2 separate regions of the Mus musculus genome follow, and region 1 is linked to region 2. The links are chromatin contacts, called in public Hi-C maps. All regions are on one chromosome and are shown on one strand. The core of a region is the stretch at or near the end of the contact, and the rest is flanking DNA. Distances in the headings are between cores, read along the strand shown. Region 1 overlaps Dedd2 (death effector domain-containing DNA binding protein 2). Region 2 overlaps Pou2f2 (POU domain, class 2, transcription factor 2).

What was found. Hi-C and Micro-C count contacts between places; a contact is called where the count stands out from the background.
Region 1: a contact with region 2 is called in a Hi-C map of bone marrow-derived macrophages, with 41 read pairs. The contact joins two enhancer-like sites. A contact is called at or near these places in 6 of 39 promoter capture datasets (the C10 cell line, the HPC-7 cell line, cranial neural crest and 3 more), 1 of 15 datasets of contacts at CTCF or cohesin (CD8 T cells), 19 of 484 Hi-C or Micro-C datasets (B cells, LSK cells, Th1 cells and 13 more), 24 of 115 datasets of contacts at active chromatin or transcription factors (the 230-238 cell line, the HPC-7 cell line, the SCID.adh cell line and 15 more) and 3 of 9 other capture datasets (adipose tissue, liver and pancreatic islet).

Annotation. Positions count from the first base shown.
Region 1 is chr7:25,200,272-25,206,933 of GRCm38.p6, forward strand. Dedd2 (death effector domain-containing DNA binding protein 2) reads right to left here. Exons shown (of 5, transcript NM_207677.3): 5 at 2,569-3,660. The coding sequence ends at 3,269. Among named protein-coding and RNA genes, the nearest start is that of Mir7048, 14 kb to the right of the region's middle. Within about 2 kb of position 5,265, at least 92 of the 459 cell types and tissues checked have an H3K27ac peak or open chromatin away from gene starts, as enhancers often do. A contact at or near this core is called in B cells, CD8 T cells, acute myeloid leukemia and 1 more, where this site is marked.
Region 2 is chr7:25,105,574-25,112,638 of GRCm38.p6, forward strand. The region is part of intron 5 of Pou2f2 (POU domain, class 2, transcription factor 2); the gene reads right to left. Among named protein-coding and RNA genes, the nearest start is that of Mir6537, 12 kb to the left of the region's middle. Within about 2 kb of position 1,703, at least 43 of the 459 cell types and tissues checked have an H3K27ac peak or open chromatin away from gene starts, as enhancers often do. A contact at or near this core is called in B cells, CD8 T cells, acute myeloid leukemia and 1 more, where this site is marked.

The DNA of each region.
Region 1 (6,662 bases), core at 4,015-6,514, 98 kb after region 2:
TCAAGGAGACCAGGCTGGCCTCAAACTTGTTGTGTTTGAGGATGACCTTGAACTCCTGACCCTCCTGCTTTCTCCCCCAAGCTCTGGGGTTAAGAAACATGTTCCCTGTTGGGCCTGGTCGTGCTAGTGAGCAGGCCGCATCTCTCCATTCACTGTCCTTTGGGCTTCTCCAGAGAAGCCCAACTGCTCAGTCACAGCTGTCTGGTCACTCTGGTCTGTGAGTCCCGGAGTGCCAGTCTTGGGTATCAATAAAACAGGGGCTCTTCCCGATTTCTCGAGCCCAACCTGGAATCCCCAGGGTGTTCAGTTCAGCCCAGCTACATGGAGGTTTCATGGAACAGTTGCTGCCAAGCTGAGTGCACTAGGGCCACCTCAGTCACCTTAAGTTCCCATGCCAAGGGCTCACATCTGTCTCTGATAGTTCTCAACTCCCCATATAGGTGGCAGCAGGAAGACTACAGGCCAAATAAAGGGTCTAGGTGGCTTTTTCCCCCTTAATGTCTCCTCTGCCCAGTCTCTTTACATCTAATTCAGAAATATTCTGAGGCCTTGGTAAGGACCGTTTTGCCCCTGCCCCCCAGCCCCCACATACTGGAATCATTCTGGGGAACTCCTCATTCCAGGGCAAGCCCTCAGCTCTGTTCCTCTGTGGAGTGATGGGCCACTGTCGTCAAGCCCCAACAGGGTCCTATCTCAGTGGTAAGATATTGCCCCCTCCCTCAAATCCTGACTCTGAACTTTTGAAGCTCTTGCGTTGCCTTCATGGTGCTGGTGTAAGCCACTTCTGGGGAGTCTACTAGACCTCTTTGGTACCCAAAACTCTCTGACAAGCCCAGGAGGGATCCACAGAGCATGCACCGTGGAAGGTTGCAGGTGCGCCCGGGCAACTCCTTGGGCTTGTGCCACGACAGACTTATGGGAGCACTCCACCTGCACAGGTCCCTTTCCTCCTACCTAGGTTAACTTCCCCCTGGTGCACATCGTGATGAAAGCCGATAGGGTGAAGTGTAGGTAGGGTGGAAGTTAACAGGCAGGAGAGGCTGTCTGAGAGAGGCATGGAAAGAACTGGCCTGGAGCAGGAAATCTGCCCAGCCAGAAGCCTCAGACTGTAGCTGAGGGAAAAGGGGAGCTACCTCAAGGCTTGAACAGAGCCAGTCCTGGGCCAAGGAGTGTGGCAGCTTCACCTCCAGGTACACTTAAAACTCACGCTGGGAGAGCCTCAGAGCTAAACTGTGGTAAGAAGGCCTAAGGGCATATCCCAGAGCTCTGGGGCAGAGGCAGTTGGACCTCTGAGGTCAGCCTGATCCACATTATGTGTTTCAGAGATACAGAGTAGGACCCAGTTCTCAACAAACTAATAAAAGCAAGCCTATGCTCTTCCCGGGCCAGACAGGAAAGGACTACTTAAGCAAGCCTCCCCTCACTGGTCCAGCCTGCCTGCAACCGCTCACCCTTCAGGGCACTGCTTTACTGACCTCACACAATGCAGCCTGCCATCAGACCACCTAGTAGAACTTTGCTCTGAGGCAGTAAGAGCAGGTTCTGAGGACACACAGAGGCCGGTGGGACCCACCTCCACTCCTGGACAGAACTCAACCCCTACGTCTGCCATTTCTTCCCTGTCCACCAACCATTAGGGGTCCAGGAAGAGCACTTAGGCATGGGCAAGAACACTTCTTGACGCAGAAGAGGGCAGCCCTTGGAATCTACCCACCCACCCACCCCCATCTCTCCAGTCCTTGCTCCTTAGGCCCTAAGGATGGAAGACTTGATTTCGTGTGAGAAACACTCGAGTCTTTGCCTTCTGAGGGGAGAAGGCAGGAGAGGCCTCACACATTCCCCTTGGGCCACATAGTGGCAAGTAGTGCTTTAGCTTTGGACTCTGAAACCCAAAGTCAGAGAGGGAGGGTTGGGAGCCTCGGGGGAAGGAATTGCAGGCAGAGAACCCCTGGCTGCCTCTCCTTTCCAGTTCCCCATTCCCAGGGCTCCAACAGTTTTGGAAATAATCAATTCCTCTCACTGAGAGGGCTAAAAATCCTGGAGTCCTCTTCCAGGGGACCAGGGTTCGGTTCCAAGCTGCCATGTCAGGCAGCTCACGACTTCTGGGAACTTGAGTTCCAGGGCGATCTCACAACTTGGCCATCCATGGGCACTACACTCAGTGTACGGGCTCGTTACGAACACCTGAAAATGGCTGGAGAAGCGGCTCAGTGGTTAGAATCACTGGCTGTTCTTCCGGAGGACCCAGCAGCCTCACAGTGACTTGACTGGCTCTAACTCTAGTTCCAAGGCATCTAACACCCTGTTCTTTGGCCTCCGAGGAGGCCAGAACACACGTGGTGCACAAGCACACATAAAACTTAGAAAGATTTCCCCTCCATGAGCATACAGAACCCTACAGTGCATGTGTGAACAGGCTGGGCGTCGATGCCAGGGCCTTATTTCCTGTGATGGTTAAGGAAAAAGAGGCCCAAGGAATGGAGATGCCTGTTCAGATGAGCTAGCATCTTGCTCTTCTCCAGCCCTTTCCCCTTGCTGACGAACAAAAAGTACCGGAGAGCCTGGACGCCCACCTGTGCCCTTTCCAGGGCAGTTTTATTGGCGCAGTTTGTGAACCATCTTCCCATCAGCCCTCGTCCTCGTCTTCCCTTCACGAGAAAGTGGCTGGTTCTGGTCCTAGCTCTGTATGAAACAGCTTCCCTTGACCTGATGTGGCCACAAAGCCCATGTGTGATAGTCTGGGTTAAAAGGCCCAAAGGCAAGTCTGTCTCACTCCAGGGAGCAGGGGAAGGTGATGAGAGTGGGATATCTGTATGTGCGGCAGGCAGAGCCCAGGTTGGTTAGATGAATGGGCAAGGTGAGCAATCCCCAGCTCCAGAGCCCACTGCTGTGGCTGAAACCCACATGGGGACAGTAAATCTGAGATCCTGAGAGAGTAGCCCTTAGGCTAAAGTGTGTGGGGCAGACAGCATCAGCCCAGAGTGAGAGACACGATGTGCAGGGGGTTATGCCTCCCTGCTTCGGGGCTCTGTGAGCCTGGGCCCCCAAGGCTGAGGGAAACCACCTGGGAGCAGGGAACTCGGGATGGAAGCAGCTGGAAGTGGTTTATGCCTCAAAGCCCACATCATCGGAGAGGCCATCATGGAACCTGCAGCCCTGACACCGTCCTCAAGCTGCTGAATGTCAGACGTCTGGGGGCAAGAGGGTCGTCGTCTTTCTGGTGGCCCTCGAAGACTTGGAGGTGGGGTCAGTCCTGCCAGATCCAGGATCAGGAGGCCTCGGTCCCACGCCGCCCTCCTTCCTCCTCCATCAGCAACAGGCGACGCCGGCCAGCCTCATAGTCAGCCTCGTCCACACTGACCAGCAAGCGGACAGCCTCTCGGCCCACGGCCTCCCGTAAAGCCTCAGTCAGGAACACGCCCCGAAGGGCCTGCAGCAGGGCGCCACTCAGGTAGTCGCCCCAGAAGGCGTCCAGATAGGACAGCTCTGAGAACTTGATGTCACACACCACAGAGCCCAGGTCCCTTGACCGCAGCACAGCAGTGGCTTGTCCAAACACATCCAGCTGCCGGGCCAACGCCTGAGGTCTCCGGGACGCCACACCCTGCTCCAAGGCTGGCCCATGCTCGCAGTACTCTGCCCGAACCCGGAGCCGGATGTCTGCAGGAGAAGGAGGACTCATCAGCAGGAACCACGCTTCCCCTCCCCCTGCCCCACCCCCTTCCCACAGCCACACCGGGGGGAAGACTACCCCTCTCTGCTACTTCTGATTTACAGCATCCTCTCCAATCTCAACTCCCTGAATCACAAGGCAGCCTCCTCCATCCCGTTCAACACCACCTCTGAGCCTCTGTCCGCTGAGGCTATTCTCTCTCCAGTTCCTACAACCCTTTTTCTGATGCCCAGTTCCCGGTGAGGCCCACCCAGACCAGACCTACTCTAGATCCACCGCCACCCTCGCTCTCTGGCAGCTTCTCCAGCTCCCCAGACCCAGCTTGGTTTTCCCCAAGGCACATGTTGTCTTCTAACCTACTCCAGCAGCAGCATCCCGAGTTCCCCAGGTAGCAACACCCTGAAGGACTTGGTGTGTGGCTCAGGCACACACCCTGGGCATACAGAGCTCAGTATTTGTGTCTGTGAATGAACCAATGCATAAGCCAAGGGACCTGGCTTTCGGCAGCCAGCCTCATACCCACCTCTCACACAGAGAGAATCTCAGATCAAACACAGCCCATCCTCCTACAAGCTTCAGGGAGCAAGGGGCCTCAGCAAAGCCCAGGAGACCCAGCTCTGCTGAGGGTACAGTATTCTTAGATGACAGGGTTAGCCCAGGGCTGCTAAGGGCTACCAGGACACCCAGGGAGGAGAATGAAGCCCACACGGAGCCAACAGCAGAGGGAAAGAGATCCCTGAGTCCATCATGTAGCAGGAAGAACCATCAGGACCAGCAGATACCACCACTGGACCGGCAGGCACCGCCATTGTTCCCCACTCTCCCTTAAACACTTTAAGGTTAGTTCCTGTCATTTAGCCTAAACCTGCACTTGCCCAAAGGAGGTAACACCTCTGCGAAGGGGACAAAGACAGTTCTCTAAGAGTCGCTGCAAGCATGGGTTTGGGCTTATTACCTCTCTACTGGGACACGGTCGTGTCAGGTTCAGCTATGCTTAGGGACCACAGCAACCAATAGTTCTATAGCATCAACAATTGCCAAACATCACGACCTCCAAGTGTGTGAGTCAGAGCTCAAGCCACACACAGGCCTGTGAGGCAGGCCCCTATACACTCCATTTACAGATCTGAAGTGGAGTCCAAGGTCACACAGCCTGGCAGGGACTCCTGGATCCAGACAGCAGTACCCCTGGGCAAATCAGAGCCTATGTAAACACCGGTCCTCACCTAGACCAGGGCACAGTCCCTGCCTGAAGGGCTGTTAATGAGAATATAACAAAGACAAGAAGGGACAGAAAGCACAGAGCCAGTGAGGAGGCTGCAACTCAGTGTCTATTCCTGAAACCACAGTGGCCGACAGCTGTGACTGACCCTGGACATGCCCCAACCCGGAAGTCAAGGGCCACCTTCAACCCAAAAGGAAATCGAAGCCCTGGGAAGAAGGTTCTACCGCAGTGGGAGCCGTCACCTTTCACAGCCGTTCAACAGAGAGCAAAGAGTAAAAGGCAGGAAGGCAGGTCCCCAGCACCACAGATGACCTTTTACCACACTCACTTCCTCCTCCCCCCGCCCCAAAGCCTTCCTCTTTCTACCTTGAGGGGAACCGCATCCTGTCCCCTGGAGGCCCAGAGAACTCAGCCTGGAGGGGTCGGCCTCAGCTCCCACGGCTGCTTGTGGACCCAGCTACCCTCATCCTCAAGGCCAGATAAGCCCTCTGGGCCCCCATCCTTGCCTCCCAAAAGCCTCTGACCACACTTCCCAACTGAGGGTGGGGACCATGGGAGTGGGGGAGTCAGAAGCTGCCCAAGGCCACACAGGGCTGGGCAGAGGCAGAGCCAGAGGCAGCTGGTGGGGTCCCACACACCTGAAAGTGAGTCCCAGCTCTGCCACGCTCTAGCTGTGGGCCTTGGGCATGTGACCTCACCTCTCTGAGCCTGTTTCCCCATCTGAAAAACACAAACAAACAAGAGGTCCCTGCTGCACGGTAGTCACGAGGATTAAATGGAGCAACTGGTACAGTGCCGGGCTCAGGGGCTCACAGCACACGAAGGTCACAGAATCAGGAACTGTGATTTCGAAACCCACCTCTCTCCCCACGTGACCCTACCTAGGCCCTCCGCCTCTCCACTGGGTCCAGTCAATCTCCTCCTTTACCAACTCGACCACCCCTGCCCCTCCTTTCCACACTCTGCTTTCCCCTTACACCCTCACAGAATGATCCGGCCACCTCCTGTGCCTTGAACACGCCAACTCGCCCAGGAAAGCACTGCATAAGGCACCACGCCCAGCCCAGCCAGGCCCTTCCCTGATCCTCTCCCATAGTGCAGGTTACTCAACAAACATGGAAACCAGCCATCTACTGCTCAGAGTGCTCGTCCCCGGGAAGGTGGAACAGAGACGCTGGACAGTCTCTCACCAGGTGTTTACAGAGTATCAGGCATCCAAGGATGAAGAAGGGCATGCCATGGGTGGGGCAGAGACAAGCTGCCCACTGTTAGCCCTCCCCTCCCAGGCCAGGCCCACCCCTGGGGGCTTTTCCTGTCTTACCCCATCTAATCCTAAGGGTCCCGTCATTACTGCCATTACAAATGAGGAAACACTCTACCTACCAGAGCACAGTCCACCTCCGACCTGGAAATAGATCACAGGAAAGGGAGGGACAAGACGCTCCAACAATGAGCCCCACCCACCGCAGTGCCACCCTGGCCCTGAATCACCTGCTCACCACACAGCCTCTCCTCAACCCTGAGCCAGCATGAACAAGTGACACTTGCGTGGACTCTCTTCTGGCTGCCCCAGACACATGCACCTGGCCCTCTGAGCCCTTTGATCATGTCCACGGCTTTACGAGGCGATGCTGAGCCTCCCTTCTGTGGATGAGGAAACTGGGGCCCAGAGGTTGAATCATCAAGCTGGACCATTCCAGAATTCTATCCAAGGTGACCAGCTCTGTTCTGAGCCCAAGCTACTAACCGCCCAACCCTGTCGGC
Region 2 (7,065 bases), core at 453-2,952:
ACAGCCCCTCCTTGTCACTCAAGCCAGAAATGAACCTCCAGTGCTTGTCACTCAGCCCAGGCCTTTGCTATTTATGCTAAGACCCACCCCCTTCCACTTCATTCACGTTTCCATCAGTGCTCTTCCTCAGGCGGCCACCTGCTCCCCTATCTCCCTTCCCTGTCACGAAGCCATTCTTCACATCACATTCTCCTCTGCTCTTCTGGAACTGCTTCCTGTCTTTCTCTCAGCTACGACAGACACACAAAACCGTCTACTTTATCCTCGCCAAGAAAGGTGCCCGCACATATCCAACCCTACCCTAATTTGCTGAGTGAAGGAATAAAAATCGTTAGAGATTTTAGCGTGGAGGGAGTAGACCCGGCACAGGGCTTGGCCAGTAGGAGGCCCCATCGGTCTACAATCCAGAGGCCGCTTGGCTCTCTTTAGCCACTTGGGGGCGCGCTACTCAAGCCTCAAATGGTGAAGTTGAGTGAGCTGACAGCTGCTGGAAGAGACCCTGGACAGCCTATTTTATAAATCAATTTTTTTGTCTCTAACCAGCTGGGAGGGTTAGCATACCCTACTGAAGCTGAGAAGGGAAGAGACCAGCTCTTTTCTACGATTCAGTTTATTATGTAGCCCAGGCTGGCTGGGAACACACTATATAGCCCAGGCTGGCCTCAAACTTGTTATAATCTTTCCTGCCTCTGCCTTCTCAATGCTGGGATTATAGGTGGGCATTACCATCACCACACCCAGCCTGGGAAGGAGCCAGTTCTTGCTTCCAGTGCATACACTACCCAACAGGTTACAGGGCAGTCTGACTATGCTTTGCTAAAGACAGACTGGGAAGCCGGGCATGGTGGCGCACGCCTTTAATCCCAGCACTCGGGAGGCAGAGGCAGGCAGATTTCTGAGTTCGAGGCCAGCCTGGTCTACAGAGTGAGTTCCAGGGCTACACAGAGAAACCCTGTCTTGAAAAAGGCAAAACAAAACAAAACAAACAAACAAACAAAAAAGGACTGGTGAGATGGCTCAGTGGGTAAGAGCACTGACTGCTCTTCCAAAGGTCCTGAGTTCAATTCCCAACAACCACATGGTGGCTCAAAACCATCTGTAATGAGATCTGACGCCCTCTTCTGGAGTGTCTGAAGACAGCTACAGTGTACTTACATATAATAAATAAATAAATCTTTAAAAAAAAAAGACAGACGGGGACAGAGAGACAGACACACAGCTAATGCGCTACACGGGTGAAGGCATGGCAGTGTAAGCGATCACTTTCTCATTGGGCCTCAGTCCCCACTGGGGGTGAAGGTGGGGGTGGGGTAGAAAGCTATGTGAGTGAATGGGAAGAGGTCAGAGCCCCGGAGCTGGCCAGCTGCGACAATGGCCCAGGTGCTGCGCCTCACCCCAGTGCACAGAGAGGAGGCCCTCACCCCACCATGCCTCCCGCCCCTGAAAAGCCCCACCACCATGACTGGAGGGTGTTGGCAGATGGTGACCAGGTCTGGATACACCCTTGACTCAAGAATAGGCCGGAGAGCGGTGGGGGGGGGGGGGGGAAGAGTCGAACTGTGGGAAAGGAGAGAACAGGAGCTGTCACTGCGTTCTGCGCGTGGGGGATGGGCAGCAGGGTGACACTGTCAGTGGGTACAGTTTCGGTTAGATAGGAAGGAAAAGTTCTGTTGTTCTGGCACAGCAGGGAAGTAGCTGTAGTTAATGACATATTGCATATTTCCAAACAGCTAAAAAGAGCGGGGTGTGGTATGTGGGGTATGCCTGCAGTCTCAGCACCTCAGAGGCAGAGGCAGGAAGTTGAGGCGTTCAAGGTCAGCTCGGGCTGCATAGAGACTTCCAGCCCAGAATGGGTTACAAGAGACTCTGTCTGAAAACCACCACAACAACTATTATAATTATTATTATTGTCAGTGCTAGGGATTGAACCCAGGACCTCAGGCATGCCAGGCAAGCTGCACCTCAGAACCCGCTTGCCCCCTCCCCCCAGAGACCTTAAATGTTTCTACCATACAGAGATGATAAATATTTGTGGTGACAAGTATGTTAAATAGCCTGACTTTGGAGTCACGATTATTGAATCATTCTTGCCTCTGGGTGCCAGCTTTCTTATCTGGGAAATGAGAGAAAACTGGGTAATTCTTCCCCGGGTTTCACTGGGGCCGGAGTGATGTCATTATTCAGAGAGCGCTTTAGAAATCTGAACGCATTACTTACACACAGGCGCAAGCCGCCACTGTCCCCTCACGCATCCTACCCCATCGTGAGCTGTTAACGGTGCGAACCTCATCTGCCTTTCAAATCTGTCCTCTTAACCAGGAACAAGGTCCAGTTCCCACCCAGGCTCTGTGGAGTGTTAGCCAGAGATACCGGCCTGCCTGCGTGACGGCCCCAACTTGAGTAATTAAGAGACTCCTCAGGCTAGCTATGGAGGTACACACCTTTAATCCCAGCACTCAGGGAGGGGGCTTATGGATCTCATTGAGTTAGAGGTCAGCCAGGGCTTCATGGTGAGACCCTGGTGGTGGTGGTGGTGGTAAATTCAAGACCCAACAGGTCCAATGAAACACTTGCTTCTTTTCTAATTTGGAAAACCAACCAGGTACAGAAGCCAAAATCAGTTCTTGGCCAATGCAATCCATGTTCCTACACCACACCCTTCCTGTGCAAGCCAGCCTCCCCTCCCACCTGTGTGCCCACTTCCAATGGCTCTCGATTCTACATCCAGATCTATAGCCCCTCTTCCCATCAGCCAACACAAGGAGCCATAAGGGGTCAATCAAATCACGCCACTCCCCTGTTGAACGCCTCTCAGGAGACTTGGCACCTGGTTTAATTGCCGGCCTGCCTGCCCCGCATGTGACAAACCCTAGTTGTGGATTTCAGGCTACCCCATCCGGCCGTGTAGCCAAGGGTGGTCTTGAACCCTCTGATCCTTTTGAACACTGCCTCCTGCCTCTACCTTGTGAGTTCTGGGATTACAGGCATATGCCAGCACCAGAGGTTTATGCAGTGCTGTAGATGGAACCCAGGAACTCCTGTAAGCACCCTTACCAAGTGGCCATGCCTCCAGCTAAAACAATTGTGCTTTGGTCTTTTGAGTTAGGGTCTCACACTGTAGCCCAGATGAACTCAAACTCAGGGCAGTCCTTCTGCCTCAGCCTCCTGAGTGCTGGAGTTATAAGTATGTGCTACCAGCCCTGGCTTTAGAAAAATTTCTAAATTATAGACTAAATTCTCTCTCAATCCTCTCCCTTATGCCTGCCTCCCCACATACTTATCTTTGTACACTCGTGCATGCATGCGCATGCCTGTATACATGTGTATATATGAATGTAGGGACAGGATGGCAGTCACTCTTCACTTCATGTTTTAAGACAGGGTCTCTCATTGAACCAGAAGGCCAACAAGTCAGCTAGGCTGGTGGGCCAGCAAGCCCCAAGTGTCCTGTTGTCACAGAGCTAGGATCGCAGGTAAGAAAGAACTGTTGAGCCCACAATTTTTACAAGGATGCTAGGGATCTACCTGAGTCTTCACCATGCTTTGTCAGCATACTTTATACACCAAGCTATGTCCCCAGCCCGTGGTGGGTTCGTTGGTTGATTGAGACACTGTCTCACATAGCTAAGGCAGGGCTTGAGTCCTCATCCTCCTGTCCCCACCCCCCAAGTGCTGGGATCACAAGATGTGCCTAGCCTCCTTGTCCACCCCACTCCAGCCAATCATATCGCTTCCCTCTGAGCCTTGCTCAAGCCAGCCTGCTTTCCCTCTCTGCCTGTACCTGGCTGTTTCCCCGACACCCCCCCCCACGCCCACCCCCACCCCCTTTTCTTTCAAAACTGACTCACTCAGCCCTAGGTTCTCAAAGGCCATCTTCTCAGTGAAATCTTTCCTAACCACCCATTAGACCAACCCCTCCCTTTCCCACGAGGCCTTGTTTCGTTTTGTGAATCACCCTTCCTCTGAACCACTTGTTGGCTGGTTTGTGTTTGTTTACGGTCTGTTTCCCTGCTAGCGCACACCATACTCAAGGACTGCCGGCCATGGGTAGGCATGGCGCACCGGGGACTTCATGGAAGTGATGGTTCCAGTCAGTGTGCTAGGAAGGGTTCAGAGCACAGAGCGGAGCAGGAGGTGGGAGCCGTGGAGCTTCTGGGGGTCGAGGAAGGAGTAAAGGTTCAAGGCCAGTGTGAGCTAAAAAGGAGTTCAGGGTTAGCTTGTGCCATGTAGAGTCAGGCTTTTGTTTGTTTGTTTGTTTTCTTTTTCGAGACGGTTCAGAAATCCGCCTGCCTCTGCCTCCCAAGTGTGCCACCACTGCCCGGCTAGACGAAGCTCTGCGCCAGCTCAGCAGGCGCCTCACAGCTGCCTGGAACTTCAGCTTCAGGTCCCCTAGCCTCTACAGACACCCACCCTGACATGGCATTTGTTCACATAAATACACACAGGTACACATAGGATAAAAAAAATCCAAAAAAACTAAGTTTGGTCAAGGGAGGAAATTTTTAAAAAATAGAGGCAATGGAGGGGCGGAGCCAGTGAGGCCCCATGGAGGGGCGGAGCCAGTGAAGCGGCATTCTTGACTGGGTCACTGAACAAACCTTGGAGAAGCGTTCAGAGTCTCGCAGTGCGACCTTTTATTGAAATTCCAGGTTACTGCACATCCAGGCCAGGAATCAGCAGGCAGGACTACCGAGTCCAGAGCTCCATAGCTCTGGTCTATCTGCTGACCCTACACCACTGCCCCTTTTTAAAACAACAGGGCTCCACTCTTCTATCTGGGGACCCGCCTTGCCCCAAGCTCAGGTCTCAGGAGTGAGAGGCAGTTCTCCAAGGCTTAGGTATGGATTCAAACGAGGCCAGGGAGACGCAGGGGATATTCTGTTTGCTCCAGAAAGACATTGAGGAGATGTCCCTGGAGCTGGGCCCAATACTCCAAGCAGACCTTTTCAATGATCTGAGCCAAACACTCCTGCTGTTCTTCAGCCACCCAGACATCAGCCTTGGCCACTGTGATGCCCAGCCACACTTATCCAGTTATCTCTCCCTACTGCCTTCTGAGCCCGCCAGCTTTCCTACGTCAACACTGCCCGCTGTCGGAAAGCCTTTCCTCCGGCTTGTCCATCTTTGACCTTCCACCACCTCCCGGTTCCTGGTTCCAAATTCCCTGTAGGGAACACATTCCCTAGCCCTCGCGGCCTAGCAGATTTCCTTAAGCTAGGAGATGCCCTGTATTCCTTTCCAACTCAGCCAATACAGACCGATGTTTTCACAGTTTATGTTAAGTTTCCAGTCAATACCAACTCCCGCTCCAGGCATTCTGAAAGACCCCCCTGAAGAGACACCTCCCCTTTCCTTGATTGAAAAACTGTAACGACAAAACATCCCTCATTGATTTGATAAACATCCACACAGCTCAGTAGAATGCACCATACCAAGCACCAGACGGGCCAATTACCCAACTGTACGTAATATAATCATCCTTTCAGAGGGACAGCTTAGAAGCTGCAGGGAAGAAAACTGACAAACAGTTTACCTGGCAGGGGAACGCTCCCTTGTTACTTTATATTATAATATCATTTTAAAGTGGGGGGTCATGATTTATTTATTTATTTATTTATTTATTTATTTATTTATTTTTGCTTGTTTTGTGGTGCTGGGGTTTGAACCCTGGCCTCAGGCAAATGAAGTAAATACTGTGCTTCTACAGAGCCACACCCCAATTCCTCACTGGGGGATTCTAGGCAGGGGCTCTACCACTGAGCCACGCCCCAGCCCCTCACTGGGGGATTCTAGGCAGGGGCTCTCCCACTGAGCCACGCCCCCAGCCCCTCACTGGGGGATTCTAGGCAGGGACTCTACCACTGAGCCACGCCCCCAGCCCCTCACTGGGGGATTCTAGGCAGGGGCTCTACCACTGAGCCACGCCCCAGCCCCTCACTGGAGGATTCTAGGCAGGGGCTCTACCACTGAGCCACGCCCCAGCCCCTCACTGGGGGATTCTAGGCAGGGGCTCTACCACTGAGCCACGCCCCCAGCCCCTCACTGGGGGATTCTAGGCAGGGGCTCTACCACTGAGCCACGCCCCAGCCCCTCACTGGAGGATTCTAGACAGGGGCTCTACCACTGAGCCACGCCCCAGCCCCTCACTGGGGGATTCTAGGCAGGTGCTCTACCACTGAGCCACGCCCCAGCCCCTCACTGGGGGATTCTAGGCAGGGCTCTACGTTATGCTATACCCACAGCCTTAACAGTGCTTCGGACTGAACTTCTTAGTATTTCCAAATTGTAACACATTTTAGTTTCACTACAAGCCAGGGGGTCTCCTGGGAAGCAAAGACTACTGTGACTCATTCCTAAGTCCCTAGATTCTGCAAGGGTCCAACACACAGGAGGGCTGGCGATGCAAGTGACTGCAGGGACAGAGCAGAGCAGGCAAAAGAAGTGGAAGTGAACAGAAGAGATGGGCATTTAAGCCCAGGAGCTGGCCTAGAGGCCTGGAGGCCATGGGCAAGTCAGGGCAGAAGATGCTGTCCCTGGTCCCTATGTGTTACCCAGCGCAGTGGAGGTACAGCACAAACCACTGCTGAGCAAGCAAATGGGGCCACAGTCAACTCAGCCCATGAAAATGAATCCCTAGAATCTGTACTCAGCTTTGACCCTGATGAGGGGACTGAATGGAAAGATCCAGAATGAGGGTGGCTAGGAGGGAAAGGAGCAAGAGGAAAGCGCTTGCAGGGAGAAGTATAGGAGATCTAGTCATCAGAGCATGATGGGACAGCAGATGGCTGAGCATCAGCCTGGCAATGGTCCTGATGCTGCACAAACACAGAAAGTGTCTATGGCTCACTCACAGCATGGTGGCTACACCAGGCCACCTACCTCTCCTCCTTCCTCTACTCTGTTGAAAAATGGCTCCTCGTGTCTGAAAGATTCAGACACAACCAGAACAGGAAAACCTACACGGATTACACGGATTAGAGCTGGGTGTGACAGGTAAAGAGGTGCTGTCCAGGTAAAGGACGAGACGGAGAGGAAAACGGAAGCAAAGGCTGTGTGAGGAGCCCT